Regions from separate parts of the Mus musculus genome. Here region 1 is linked to region 2. A link is a contact called in public promoter capture Hi-C data. All regions are on one chromosome and are shown on one strand. The core of a region is the stretch at or near the end of the contact, and the rest is flanking DNA. Distances in the headings are between cores, read along the strand shown. Region 1 has its middle 31 kb from the start of Vmn2r19. Region 2 holds the start of Clec4d (C-type lectin domain family 4, member d).

The links. Promoter capture Hi-C pulls out the DNA fragments that hold promoters and counts their contacts.
Region 1: a promoter capture Hi-C map of the HPC-7 cell line shows a contact between it and region 2, with 5 times the contacts expected there. The contact joins the enhancer-like site here to the promoter of Clec4d in region 2. A contact is called at or near these places in 3 of 39 promoter capture datasets (the HPC-7 cell line, HPC-7-derived erythroid cells and macrophages), 1 of 15 datasets of contacts at CTCF or cohesin (the G1E-ER4 cell line), 3 of 484 Hi-C or Micro-C datasets (the G1E-ER4 cell line and the HPC-7 cell line), 2 of 115 datasets of contacts at active chromatin or transcription factors (the HPC-7 cell line and embryonic stem cells) and 1 of 9 other capture datasets (adipose tissue).

What each region holds. Positions count from the first base shown.
Region 1 is chr6:123,338,319-123,341,018 of GRCm38.p6, reverse strand. No RefSeq gene overlaps it. Among named protein-coding and RNA genes, the nearest start is that of Vmn2r19, 31 kb to the right of the region's middle. Within about 2 kb of position 1,413, at least 3 of the 459 cell types and tissues checked have an H3K27ac peak or open chromatin away from gene starts, as enhancers often do. A contact at or near this core is called in the G1E-ER4 cell line and the HPC-7 cell line, where this site is marked.
Region 2 is chr6:123,260,638-123,263,373 of GRCm38.p6, reverse strand. It overlaps Clec4d (C-type lectin domain family 4, member d), which reads right to left and starts at 1,267. Exons shown (of 6, transcript NM_010819.4): 1 at 1,012-1,267. The coding sequence starts at 1,039.

The DNA of each region.
Region 1 (2,700 bases), core at 164-2,663, 77 kb before region 2:
GAGCAGAGATTGAAGGTAAGGCCATCCGGAGACTGCCCCACCTGGGGTTCTAACCCATATACAATTCCCAAACCTGGACAATATTTTGGATGCCAAGAAATGCTTACTGACAGGAGCCTGATATGGCTGTCTTCTTAGAGGCTCTGCCAGATCCTGACAAATACAGAGGTGGTTGCTCACAGCCAACCATTGAATTGAACGCCAGGTCCCAAATGGAGGAGTTGGAGAAGAAACTGAAGGACCTGACAGGATTTCAACCCAATGCATGGTCAACAGGCCATACCCCCACCAAGCTCCTGGAGACTGGACCACCAAACAAAGACTACACATGGAGGGACCCATGGCTCCAGCTGCATATGTGGCAAAGGATAGCCTTATAGGACATCAGTGGGAGGAGAGGCCCTTGATCCTGAGGGGTTTTAATGACCCAGTGAAGGGAAAAACCAGGGCAGGAAGGTGGAAGTGAGTAGGTGGGTGGGTGCAAGAGCACCCTCATAGAGGCAGGACAAGGTGGGGAGGATAGGATAGGTGTATTCTGGAGGGGAAATCTAGAAGGGGGATAACATTTGAAATGTAGAAAAAGAAAATATCCAATAAAGGGGAGGGGGGAACCCAGTAAGGTGGCCAACTGATGACTTCAGCACACTCAGAACAATAATGGGTGGAAATTTTCTAAAAGAAACAATCCATGGGAGGGCTGGGCAAACCTGAGGAAGGCCTGACACCTGCTGGTGATTGAGCAGCAACACACTGACATCTATTTGTTTACATTCTCTAGGACACTGCAGCCAGAAACTACACCTTCCCATCAGAACTGCTTGTTCCATAAGATACTAAAATGTTGTGGGTAGTTTTAAACATTCCTACTATGAACATAAGGCTGGCTGGTTGTTTACCTCCTTGGTTATTCTTGGCTTTAATTTTTACATTTTTAATCTTCACACTTGCATAATTATCCTTTTGCTTTAATTTTTATAGTAAAATATAACAAAATAAAATAAAACTCAAAGTTCAATAAGACAAACCAACAGGAGAAAGAGCCCAAGAGAAGGCAAAAGAATCAGAGACCAAGTTTGCATACTCATGAATACCGAAAAGCATTAAACTAGAAACCATGTATATACATAGAGGATGAGGTTTTAACTCATGCAAGCCCTGTGCATGCTGCTTAAGACTCTGTGGGATCATATGAGCTTTGCTCATTTGATTTAGAGGGCCATGTTTCCTTGCTGTTTTCTATCCCCTCTGGCTCTTAAATTCTTTCTGCCTCCTATTCTGAAGTGTCTTCTGAGCTCTGACAAGAGGGATTTGATGAAGACATTTCATGTATGACGGATTGCTCCAAGGTCTCTCATTCTGTGTAATGTATGGCTGTGGGTCTCTGTGTTTGTCCCCATCTGCTGAAAGAGGAAGCAATTATAATTTGTATTTGTAGGACCTACATGGTGAAAGTGGAGAAATTCTGGCATGGAGAACTACAGGACTGGAGAGAAGGGAAAGTGAGATTTGTTCAATATGGAGGATGTACTTATATGAAGATGTTTTATAAAGAGAAAAGATGCAGTGGCCCCTGTCTTTAATCCAGGGCTAAGGAGCAATGGAAATACAGAGCACAACTGTTCTGTACTTGATCTCCAACTGAAATTCAAAAGGCTTCCCTCAAAGTTAGAAACTGACTTCTGGAAACACCAGGTCATGTTTTTCCAAATGCTTTTTATTAGGAATCAATATAGAAGTGTATTAACAGAATTGGATGCTAAAGTTATACATGGAGACAATCATATACTCTCAAATAAAATATAAATAAAATTTAAGAGACGTTAAGCATTGAATACTGTTTATTGTTGCAATCTGTGGTGTAGCTGATAGAGACCAAAGACAACAAAATGTTTGAGGATGAAGCCAGAGAACAGCCAAGGTAAAAGAAACATTTCTCTTGATATTGACGAAGCCCAGAAAATTCTAGATGAAATGAAAAAAAAAACTAAACTATTTTTTATCATTGTTGAACCATAGGATTTCCCAAAAAGTACAAACTATAGTCTGATTATTCACCATGTCAGTGTAACTTAAAATAAAAGGAGAAATCATTTCATAATTTCAATGTGATAAAATTTAAGTGTGACAAAGGCTAAGTAATTTGTACAGATTGCATCTTTTAGATAGGTACTAGAGTTGAGGCCCCAGTTATTCAAATATAATTTAGAAAGTAATTTAGTAGGTCCTAACAAATGAATATCTTTTGCTAAAATAATTATTATAAAATGAAGTTCTAGATAATCTATATGCATATATATCAGTAAACTAATACAGAAATAGGAGAAACTTCACTTCCAATAGAAAATGATAAAAGTCCCAAATTATGTCATGAAGATTAACATAATTTGACATAGAAAGATTTAATATTCATTCTTGGAAAAGACTGAATATAGCTAAATTATGCCACTACTTGTGTAGACTCCTAAAGGAAGCTTAATAAATGCAATAATCCAGAGTAAATATAAAGAATACCATATTTATATATAACTAAAAACTGACAATTTTAACAATGTATAATTTAAGAATGAAAATTGATATTTATGACAGAGCAAAGAATTAACACAAGGCTTACAATGAGGCTCCCCTCCAGAGAATTACATTTATTGAAATTGTTGAAAAATGGAAAAGGGTGGCTTTAACTCTTGTAATATTTCTTATGCA
Region 2 (2,736 bases), core at 18-2,517:
GTTCCCACTTCCCTTTTCACGTTCTCTCCTTTGCTGCCTTGTCTCTGTAATCCACTCAGTCCACTAAGTGCTGTCTACTGGAATGTTGACTGATCTTGTTAGTTTAATCTTATGCCAAGTCTTGTGCAGGTGACAATAGCTACTAGGAGTTCATGGCTGCAATGGCCATGTCTTATCCAAAAGATGTATCAATAGCTTGCTTATAAGTAATATAATATAATTACTATAATAAAGCATTATTTCACAGTCTCACAGTGCAGATCCAGTAGCATCCTTTAAATCAATCGGGAAACCAGGGAGAGTCTCTGGCATACTATGAGCCTACATCTATATGTTCTATGTACTATTTTTCTCTCTTCTTGTCAAAGGAATCTTCCAAAGTATTTAATTCTCCTTTTCATTTTATCTCATTTCTTTTTAAAATATACTTTATCTCCCCTCTTGCTTCTATCTGATTTTAGGATCTCCTTTCCTTGGTCTTAGCATCTGTTACACAGCTTACCAGGAATCAGCCATGTCCTTTGTCTCCATCAAGGCCATCCTCATTGTGTTCTAATACCCCTCTTCTTAAATCTTTACACTGCCATCAATTCACATTTTAAAATTATAGTCATGAGTACTTAATCTAGTTAAATGTGAAAAGGGCTGAGCATGATCACATATCAACTAAAGACTCAGCCCTCAAAAGTTGGAAGAAAGGAGGTCAAGTCTGAGGCAATCCCAGGCTACACAGAAAATTCAAGACCAGCCTGTGCTACGTAACAAAACTTTATCTTGAAGAAGGAAGAGTTAAGAGAAAGAGGGGCGAAAGACAAGGAGGAAGAGGAGGACCATGGGAAGAAAGGAAGGGGAGAAGAGAAAGAAAGTAGGAGGGGGAAGTGGATGGGTGGATAAATGATTGATAGATAGGTAGATAAATAGATAGATAGATAGATAGATAGATAGATAGATAGATAGATAGACAGACAGACAGACAGATAGACAGATAGACAGATAAAGAGAGAGACTCACATTTCATTTGGGATTCTTCCAGCCACATTATGTGTGTCAAGAGATTCCAGTCTGCTTTTTACTTCTTGCCCAGAGTGTATATTTCCATCACAAGTATCTCTTCAGAAACATTTAAGATTGGACATCAATACATCTGTCTTATTCTGGTAAGATCAGTAAGTGTTCAGTACAAGAGAGCCAAGTGAAAAAGAATAAATCTTAAAAACAGAGTTTCCTCTAATGTACTAGAACACAGGGAGCAAAGAGGAAAAGGAAATTGAGAAAGCAACCCCAAAGCCAGTAAAAACTTCCAGAAGTGTGTCATGTAAGATTTCTCAATGTGTTTTTGCTACTCATATGTCATGTTTTCAAAGGTAGTTTGAGGTAAAATGAGGCTTAGAAAGTTCTCTAGCTCAATGAAATATGTCCAAAATAACAATGAACAAAGCTTTTAACATAGATTTTGTGCACATGGTGCATGTAAAGACATGAAATCCTTTGCTTTAGAACAGAGGAAGAAGTTGGTGAAGCCACTGATTAGATTTCAACATTTTCTCAGGTAAGTGAAAGTAGGCTTGTTACGGCAAAGGAAGAAAAGGTTGTATGATAGACACTATTGTGATCTCTGGTTCCACCTACAGGATTATTAAAGAATGGACATTTGTGTTCCTCCAAACTTTATTCGTTGAAGCCATAAACACTTCTGTTGGTGTTTAAAGGTGGAACCCAGGGAGGTCACTAGAGTTAGCTAAGTTCGTAAGTGGGGAGTCCTTATGATAAAACTACCATGCTTAGAACTCTGTCTCCTCTCACCCTCGTCTCATCTCTCTCCTCTTTCTTCTCTCTTCTCTCCTCTCTCCTCTCCCCTCTCCCTAGTCCCTTCTCTCCTCTACCCTCTCCTTACTCCTTCTCCTTTCCCCAACCCCTTCTAGAATACTGGGACACAGCAAGAGAGCAGCCTTCTCCAAGCTTAGAGAAGGGATCCCACCACAAAGAGACCTTGCACATATAGCCCCCATATATTCATGAGAATAAATATATACCATGCATCTATAGCACTGTTGTTGTGTCTGAACTCAATTATCATAAATACCCAGCAGCTTAGAAATGTTTCTTAAAGTCTATTGTACAGCATATAACACCTTTCCTGATTTTTTTTTTCCTTAGCGTCATAGGAGGCTTGGAGAAAGTAAGATCTGAGTTCTTATTGTGTATTATTCTTGTGTCAAAATTAGCAAAGTGATGGGCCTGTTGGCTAAATTCCATAATTTTCCTAGATAACAGACAGCAAGTTTATCAAGGGGGAAGCAGCAACAAAATCAGAAACAAAACTGAAAATCAGATTCTAAGCTAAGAAATCTTTACAAATGGTAAAAGGCAAAATGGACATCTTGATAGGTCTCCAAAAACAAATTTAACTTCAGTTAACAAAAATAATTTATTTCATTATGACAATGAAATATTTGATTATTATTTGAATGTATAAGGCTCACTATGGATTCACAATTATTCAGAGAATAAATAATTCATATGTCATAAAACATAAATAAATGTTATAGATGTCATCCGTTTTCAATGGATCTCATTCATCAAATAATTATGATTATGCACATTAAAATATGTATTATTTTCTTAAATGAAGACTACATACATATTTCCAGTATAGCTATATAGTGTTTTGTTTTTGTAAAATTAAATAACAGATACAAGAAATTATAAGGCAAGCGATTGTGGGCAGATGAGTCC